2 separate regions of the Sus scrofa genome follow, and region 2 is linked to region 1. The links are chromatin contacts, called in public Hi-C maps. All regions are on one chromosome and are shown on one strand. The core of a region is the stretch at or near the end of the contact, and the rest is flanking DNA. Distances in the headings are between cores, read along the strand shown.

Evidence for each region. Hi-C and Micro-C count contacts between places; a contact is called where the count stands out from the background.
Region 2: a Hi-C map of liver shows a contact between it and region 1, with 2.9 times the contacts expected there. The contact joins the promoter of FOXA2 here to the enhancer-like site in region 1. A contact is called at or near these places in 1 of 5 promoter capture datasets (liver) and 8 of 47 Hi-C or Micro-C datasets (alveolar macrophages, epiblast stem cells, fetal liver and 2 more).

Annotation. Positions count from the first base shown.
Region 1 is chr17:29,920,623-29,925,355 of Sscrofa11.1, reverse strand. No RefSeq gene overlaps it. Among named protein-coding and RNA genes, the nearest start is that of FOXA2, 79 kb to the left of the region's middle. Within about 2 kb of position 2,120, at least 24 of the 83 cell types and tissues checked have an H3K27ac peak or open chromatin away from gene starts, as enhancers often do. A contact at or near this core is called in fetal liver and liver, where this site is marked.
Region 2 is chr17:29,999,754-30,004,177 of Sscrofa11.1, reverse strand. It overlaps FOXA2 (hepatocyte nuclear factor 3-beta), which reads left to right and starts at 2,474. Exons shown (of 3, transcript XM_005672754.3): 1 at 2,474-2,688; 2 at 3,701-3,770. The coding sequence starts at 3,702.

The DNA.
Region 1 (4,733 bases), core at 871-3,370:
GACACAGACTGTGCACCGTCTCATCCTTTTGGGTTTCTAGTCATCTTAATCACCTGTTGTGACAGTTTCAAGATGACAAGCAAGCTGGTTCACTTTCACTTCCCCCATCTGTTCAAAAAAAAAAAAAAAGGCAATAAAATTTGTCATTATCCAGTATGCCCTAGATGTTATAAAGATCAACTGGATAAAAATCTTTAGAGGTATTTTGACTCTGCCAAGGGGAGATACACAAACACAAGTAGGACCACATTTTGAGGCCAGTATCTTTGCTGACAATGTCTTCATCCATGATCGACTGTCACCAGCAAAATTTTCAGGGGTTCCATCCCGAGACAATAAAGCTCTGCTTTTTAATGGCCCTAAATTAAAAAAAAAAAAAAAAACCTCTGTTCCTTTGTAAGCCAGGCTTCAAAGATGTACTTTTCTAGTCACTTGTTTTCAATTGTTCTTAGAGGACAATGGGACATTCGTGGTTTCGACCATGTTTCCAAGGGGCCTGGCAGGGATTGGACAGCGTGAGTCCAAAGGCCATTTTCAGCAGCTGGAGGCAAAAGCGTAGATTTGGGTGTTTGGATAGCAGGTCCCTGGTTGGGGGTGGGGCTTCAGAGTCAGATGGAAGGACAGGTGGCCAGGGCTCTTAACATGGTCTGTGTTTGCCCGAACTCCAGCCTGTTGATATACTTTTAAGGCTGTTAAGGTGGGATTTTCTCCCTCTTTCTCTCTCTCTTTTTTTAATGTCTTTTTAGGGCCCCACCTGTGGCATATGGAGGTTCCCAGGCTAGGGATCGAATCAGAGCTGTAGACACTGGCCTATGCCACAGCCACAGCAACACCAAATCCCAGCTGCCTCTGCCGCCTACATCACAGCTCACGACAAAGCGGGATCCTTAACCCACTGAGCGAGGCCAGGGATCAAACCTTTGTCCTCATGGTTGCTAGTCAGATTTTTTTCCGCTGAGCTGTGACAGGAACTCCGGATTTTCCCTTTTTTTTTTTTTTTTTTTAAAGAAAGGCAGTCGTCAGGGCACTTATATTTTAGTTGCTGAGATGGAAATATCGGAATAGACCCATGGGTGCATCGCTAAGCTAAGTTTTAGGGTTATAATGCCTCTTGCTGTTACACCAATAGTCCATCCCTGGCCTCTATTCAAACAAACAAAAACCATACTCAGTTTGGCCTTTTTGTTCCTGGCTGGGGAAAGATAACACAGGGGGCTGGGAGGACCCCCTGCTTCCCTAGTCACACCTGTCCCAGGCCTGCGAGTGGGGGTCCCCCAGACGACACGCAGGGACACGCAGGCCTGGCGGTGGGTGTCCGGGAACCAGGCCCCAGGAGTGATGGGGCTTTGGGCGGAGGGTGGGTGCAGGCCTGGCCCAGGCCTGTGGGCACCTCGAGGAGCTGGCCTCATTAGTACCTGGGCGGTGACTCAGCCAGCCGCTGGCAAACACGGACTATCAAAGCTGTCAGCTCTCCGGCCGGACAAAGAGAGGCGCATTAATGATTAACTCTGCTAAAAGCTCCGCTTTTGTATTCCCAGGGCGCTTGGCCTATCTGGCTGCCATGTGACCGGCCGGGCCATTTTCTCGCAGATCGGGGAAAGCTGGTGAGCAAACACAGGTGGTTCCAGTCGCCCGCTGTCAGGGACAACCGCGGCCAGCGCCAGCCACGCTGCCCTGTGAGCCGCTGTTTGCCTGCAGTTTTCCTTCCTGGCTCTTGCTTTCTAAGTCAAATGCCGCTTTGCACTCACTTTCAGCTATTTGCCAGGAGTGTGAAAAAGGTTGTGGGGGGCGAGGGGGAGGCCCAGTGCAAAAACGGGACAGGGCGTCACCCAGCCTCATATTCTCTGAACCTGCCATATGGTTTGGTGATCGAACGCATGGCCAGTAACTGATTAAAGCCTCACGGGTCTAACTCTTGGCAGAGCAAATCGGTCCTGGGCAGAGGGATTTATCGCATTGATCCTGACCAAGTAGCCGCTGCCACCATGATGTCATAAGGGTGCCAGCGTGGCCCCTGGCTGGGCGCCTGTGCTGCAGGGCCCAGAGTGACCCGGCTCCTGGGAATTGGCCGTGGCACCATCCCCACTGGACAGGTGTACCAGCTCAAGCGACCTTGCCTGGTCCTGCTTGAGTCCAGGTCCCTCTAGTGGTATTATTCGTTTAAATGCATTTCTTCCTTGGGCTACATCAGACAGACTTTCTTTTTCCTGTTCAAATATTTATAGGTGTGTATTTTTGCACGCTGCTTCAACTGTTCCCCGTCACACCGGCAGCCATAAAGCACAGATTATCAGCGCCAGGTGATAAAGGCTCTTTGAGTCAACATCAGAAATGAACAGAAAATGAAATAAAGTTATAAAAGGAGGACAGCATAAATGTCTACAAAGCGTATATCAGTTTGCAGATATTCAAGCAATTAGCTACAATAGGAAAGACATTTTATCCAAACTAACAGTACCGCTGAAATGATTACCACTGTTTGAGATTTAAATATAGCGCTCTGCCGGATTCCCCGTTAAAGGAAAAAAAAAAAAAAAAAAAAAACAAACAAAACCTGTGAGATCTTTCTACTTGAATGCGGTTCCGAGTTGGTGAATGCCAGCTCAAACACAGCTGCTGCTCCGGGTGTGGGGTGTGGAGTGTGGGGTGGGGTGTGGGGTGGAGTGCAGGGTGGGGGTCTGGGGTGGGGTGGGGGTGGGGTGGAGGGTGCGTTGGAGTGGGTTGTGGGGTGCTACTTTCCACAGAAGGATCCTGAGCAGCCTCCAGTCCCCAAGGGGACGGTCCAGGCTACGGCATCTGTTGGTGGTGTTTTCAGGGCCGGGGTGGGGAGGGGGGGCTTTCTTCCTCACATGGCCCCATTGTTCCTACACTTTGATTTTTTTCAGATGGAGACGATGTGATAACAGGTCCCCACTCAGGACAAGCACCCAGTGTGGATTTCAATGTCAGCAAACAATTTTAGGGAATGATTAATTTTTTTTCAGCTGATAAATAATTGGTTTTTCCTTGCACACAGCTGATATCATTGTGGCCTGAATTACCAAGGACACAGGAACCACAGTCCTTTACAAAAACCCTTCGGGAGCCAAACCAGAAATGAATGATTATGAGGAGTTCATTGTGAAAGTGGCAGATAGAAACATCTCATGGGGGCTACATGAAAAATTGGCTGTTGGTCTATCAATTCCCAAAGGCTTTTCCTCTCTTTATTTATTTATTTATTTATTTATTTATTTTTTTATTTTTTTAAGGGACGCACCCATGGCATATGGTGGTTCCCAGGCTAGGGGTCCAATAAGAGCTGAAGCCGCTGGCCTACACCACAACCACAGCAGCGTTGGATCCCAGCTGTGTCTGTGACCTACACCACAGCTTACAGCAACGCGGGATCCTTAACCCACCGAGCAAAGCCAGGGATTGAACCCACATCCTCGAGGATGCTAGTTGGATTTGTTAACCACTGAGCCATGATGGGAACTCCTCCTCTCTTTATTTAATGATCTAAAAAATATAATTGCATTCCTTAAATTCTTTACACAAAGTTACAGATAAAGTATTCTATAGCACCCACAGATCAAGTGCAAATAATAGTTCCGTGTGTACGGAAGTTTTCAAGGTAAGTATTTTTTGCAAAATTCAATATGTAAATATGGCATATTTCAAAATGCTAAAAAGAAGCAACATGCATAAGTACAGTGATAAAAAGATGATAATACCTTTAGAAGATGCTAACTCCATGCCTAACACCGTTCTAAGCCTTTGCCATGTGTTTGTTCTCCTGATCCTTAAAATAAACCCTAAGACAGGTGCTGTCATTATCCCCAATTTACAGAGAGGTTAAGTAACTTGCCCAAGGTCACACAGCCAGTTGCAGAATGGAGACCCCAAATGCAGGTAATCTAACTGCTAAAAAAAAATAAAAGTTAATCTTCCTATCACTTCTGTGCCCCAACCCTGAGCATTCACTGGGATATTCTAGTTAATAACACACACACTTCTAATGGTGAGCAATTGTGTCTTTAAAATACCTGCAAATTTAAGATTTAAATCTGGGGATTTTCTGAGTGATTGGTGAGAACACGTCTCAGAATCATCCTTCCAAGTGTGAGAAGCAGGCTGTTGATCCACCAGATCCCTGCTGTTTGCCGGGTGGCAACTTGTGTGGTGTTTGCTCTTGCAGGCTTCCAGCCCACCCAGCTGCACCTGAAGGTAGAGAGAGAGTGAAGCCTTGTGCAAGTTTACATCCTTGGCAGGTGACCCCTGGGGTGGGCCAAGGGCACAGGGAGAGGAACTGACAGGGTGTGCTACAAATTCCTAGGCCATTTTAAACATCAGTGGAAGAAGAGTGTAGCCTTTCAAAGTGACCATTCTGAAGGAGTCTATGCACACTTAAAAAGATGTATTCCAGTTAGTATTTGTTTTCTTGTTTTTTTAAAATAAAAGATTCTCTTTTATTGTCATGCCCTATAGTCCAACAACTTCAAGCGTTTGGGACCCGAGGCTGAGGAGTAAGATGTGTATCAAGGGCAGATGTCTTTGCTCCCAGGGCCGGTTCCTGACAAGCAGGGCAGGTGGGACACTCAGGGACAGTGTGTTTCTCAAGGTAAAGATTCAGATTAATAAGAGTTCCCATCGTGGCTCAGCAGAAATAAATCTGACTAGCATCCATGAGGCTGCAGGTTCAATCGCTGGCCTCGCTCAGTGGGTTAAGGACCCAGCATTGCCGGGAGCTG
Region 2 (4,424 bases), core at 1,225-3,724, 78 kb before region 1:
TGCCTTGTCTTTATTGGGACATGGGACCCACCCTGAAAATCTCACCCTGTGAATAATGGAGGTGTGGGCGTCTAATTTCTGCCAATCTAAAGATTATATGAAGGTAAAATGTGTATTTTCACAAGACTTTAAGTCATCTTTCTCTGTCTTCTCCATCTTAACCTCACAGGCAGACCTGCCTGGTGATACCCCTAAAACAAGGCCTGTGCTGTATATTTATTCTCAAAGGGGCTTCAGGGACTAGAGAATTGATCAGCCAGATGCACTCCCACCCTTTGGTATTTTATGGGTCATCACTTAGGGAAGTTGAGTTCTGTTTAGGGACGTCTGGCTTCTCCACCGGCCAGTTTCCTGTGACAGAGAGCCCCAGAGCTAGGAGTTTTGACCGAGATTGCAGGAGGAGCAGAGGAGGCCCAGACTTGGGCCCAAATCAATCCTCTGGGGCAGCATCCGGAATAAAACCAGTGTGCTAACCCCAAGCACAGTCACGGGCTATGAGGCAGCTTTATATAGGAAGCCTGCAGCACCCAAGGGAAAGACGGGGAAAGGGCGGGACACGGGCAAGGGGAAGCCCTGTGGGCCTCAGTCCCAGGTGGGGCTGCAAATAAGGGGGGATCAGGGGAAACATCTGTTTTCAGCCCAAGTTGCCCGCGAACTTTTTCCTGGAGAGAAGCTCCCGGAGCAGTTTACAGCATTCCAGCCTGAGGCTTTGGTGCCAGATGCTCTGAATCAACCTTTAGAAACCAGAGCTGCCGGGAAAGGAAGGAGCGGGAGTGTGCTGGGGAGGCGGCGCCTCCGAGGGCCTTCGCTCCGGGAAGGGCTGCCCACCAGGTTGGAGAGCGCGCACTCCCCGCAGCATCTGCCCGCCACGCTCGCCTTCCCTTTTCTGGGAGGGTCCCGGCAGCCGCCCCTGCTGCGCATCCCCGGGCAGCAGGGGACCGTCTGGGTTTGCGCAGAACTTCGGGGACTCGGAAGACACTCCAGTCCCCCGAGGGTCTTTTCTGGGAGACTCGCAGAGGCCGGCGGACAGTGCGGGCGCCCAGGTAGCGGGGTTAGGGGCGTGGAGGTCAAAGAGGGCTCCAGTCGGTCCCTAGGCCGCGCGGCCGACAGGGGGCGCCCTGTCACTGCGGAAACCGGTGGCCCAGGACCGGGCCGCACTCGATCCTTTCGCCCAATTTCTAGAACCACATTTCGACCAGGAGCAAAAAGAGGGCAGTGGACACCCACACGGACGCACAGACTAGGTTAACCAGAGCACTTTCGAGTTTTCAGTCCCACGCACACCAGAAAGCTGTCTCCCGTTTCGCGGGTTTGTCTGATTTGGTGTCTCTTCTCTACTGAACGGGAGAAGCGCTCCGTGGGGAGGCGGTACAATCGAGAGAGCGAGCGAGAGAGAGCGAGAGAGAGAGAGAGAGAGAGAGACCGAGAGAGAGAGAGAGAGAGAGAGAGAGAGAGAGGAGAGAGAGAGAGAGAGAGAGAGAGTGTTCCGTCCTGGGCTTGCGCAGAAAGATTTGGAAAAACAGGCAACTGTTTTTTGAGCGTCAGTGCACACCCTCTTCTCAGCTCTAGGCTGAGCGGTGAAGTTGTGTCCATCCGCGTTCAGGGATCTGATGAAAGATGCCAGGGGTCTGGTCGGCTCCCCGCACACACTTACGCTAAGTGTGCACACACCCGCGACACTTCCCGCTGCACCGGCAGACCTGGCCTCCTGGCAGCCCTCTGCATGGTGCATGGCTCTCTGGTCTCTCAGAGAGACGAAGATCTTGGCGGTCTGGGGAACCTGCCCTGGCCCTCTCTCAGAGGGTTCCTTAATGCCCTCTGTGAATTGGTCAAACCAGTTCAAAGTGTTGCAGGCCCGAGGGACCTGGAGCAGAGGGAAGTGGTGGGCGTCCCCCTGCATCTACCGCTCCGCCCTGCTGCCCTTGGGCCTGACCCCACTGGTCCTTCCGTCGTCGAATCTCTGCTAGGTACCTGCCATCTCGCTTTGTCTTTTGCCACCATTACCCACAACTCTGGACAGGTGGGTCAGATACCCACTACTTCCTTTTATCCGCCTCCCCCCCTTTGGGGTTGAGGGCGCAGAGCTGCATCCTCACTGCCCAGCTGGATTTTTTTAGAACCAAGAAAGCGCGTCCACCTCCAAACACCTGTAGCTACCCCCCCCCCATGTGGGCTCACTGAGGTCTTGGTAGCTGACCCAAGAGAGATAATAACTTGAACTCAGAAGCCGGATCGAAAATTAAAAGGACGAATATGGTTGTCAGGGTTTCTAATTCTTATTAAAATCTTCAGAAAAGCGGAGCAGACAGAGACTCCCGAACGCACTTCATGTGCTCCGTTATTGATTCCTTAATTCCCCCCTCTCGCTGCACGCCTCACTCCCACCTCCTGCCCTGTTTGTTTTAGTTACGAAATGCTGTGGGCACCTCGGTTGTAACTGAAAAGTAACCTTGAAACACGCTGTCCTGTCAGAGACAAATAGTCTCCCAACCGTCGTTCAGCTGGCGGAGCCGCGTGTGCCCTGCGCCCGGCGCCCGGACGGGGGGCCAGGGCTCCTCCCCGCCAGCCGCTCGGTCGGGCGCCGGAGGCCGGGCTCCGAGGAGGCAAAACGCCGAGGCGGCGGGACCCGGCGCCCCGCGCGTCTGTGACGGGAGGGGCCTCCCAGAAGCAGCGGCCGGCTAGTTAAAGGTGTGTACACAGTTTTTCTAAATACGACGGCGCTTTGCAAATTGGCTCTGTCACCGGCTAGTTGTTTTGACAGGGAATGTGCACTGAGAGCGAGAAACCCGGGACAAATAAATGCGGCTTTTATAAAGCTGGGCAGAGGGGAGACTGGGCTGGGAGGCCGGACGCACACTCGGACAGGCGCACCGGCCGCCTGGCGCTATGCGACAGGGCGGGGATCAGCGCCCCGGGCTGCTCCAGAGGCTGGCCTCCTCCCAGGTCCCTCCTACCACCAGGGCTCCCCGCGGGCGTGGGGGTAAAGGGGGCTCGCCCCGGGGCCAGGCAACCACCCGCCCCGCTCGCCCGGCCCGGCTCCGCGCGCGGGGCGCGGGGCAGCGGGGCGGGCACCACCGAGGGCAGGTGCGGGGCGCCGGCCGGGGCTCCCTCTCACCCAGGTGTGAGCTGATTATTCAAATGGGCTGCCCCGGGTCTGGGGATTGGAGGCCCGCGCCGGCGCGCCGCGCTATATCACCAGCCGCCCACGTCACTGCGGCACTTGTCCGCTCCGCGGTCCACACCTCCTCCTCCACCTCCCCCCTCCTCCTCCACCTCCACCTCCTCCTCCTCTTCCTCCTCCTCCTCCTCTCCACCCCCCACCCGCCCCCACGCCGCGCGCTTCCCGCCGCCTCCCGGCAGCTCGGCACTGCCAGCCTCGGCCTCCACCGGGCAGCCCGCGAGCGCGGCGGCGGCGGCGGGCGGCGGGCGCTCCCGGCAGCGGCGGGGCTCGGCTCCGGGCCTCCTCCTCCCCTCGGCCCCCTCCTCCCACGGCTCGCCCCTCCCGCCCACTTCCAACTACCGCCTCCGGCCGGCCGAGGGAAAGAGGGAGTGGAGCCGAGAGAGAGGGAGCTCTAGAGGGAGGGAGGGGACGGTGCCTTGGCTGACTTTTTTTTTTTTAAAAGGAGGGTGGGGTGGGGGGTGATTGCCGGTCGTTTGTTGTGGCTGTTAAATTTTAAACTGCCATGCACTCGGCTTCCAGTATGCTGGGAGCGGTGAAGATGGAAGGGCACGAGCCGTCCGACTGGAGCAGCTACTATGCCGAGCCCGAGGTAGGCACTCGCCTTTTCCGGGGGAAGCGGGGTGGCGGCGCCCGCGCTCGGCCCGAGCTCAGGACCGCTTCCCTGACCGGCACCCGCCCCCACCCCAGCCGCTCCGGGCAGCCGCCTTTTCCACCCTCCTTCGACTCAAATGGGGCTCTTTTTTATACGACACACTGTTAGCCTTGAGATAATATTAACTTTGTGATCAAATATTGACTTGCGGCGCCTCCAAATCCTCTTCGTGGCCGAGCCACGCACTATCCTAACAGAGTTGTGTTTGGCAGCGCGCGGCTGGGGAGGGGTGGGAGGTCGGCCGGCGAGGGGGTGGGGAGCTGGAGAGGAGAAGGTGGGCAGGAGCTGGGGGCTGAGGTAGAGGAAAAGAGTCAAAGACTTGGGGACAAAGAGAAAGAAAGTTTGTGGCTGCAGAGCCCAGCCGCGTGTAGTTCAGTTCGCGGTCCCTTCCCCGTTCCTCCATTCAATGCCTCGGGCTGGCCGCAGACTCCGCGCAGGTACTGCGTTTCGGTTCCCCTGGGGCCGAGGATGTGGTCCCGGGAGGAAGGCTGAACCGCGAGCACCCTGGGATCGTCTCCGCTGGAGGCCGCCCGGGCGCCCTGCGCGGTGTCCCACAGGTCGCTTGCTGGTTTCGGAGGTGGCGTTCGCGGC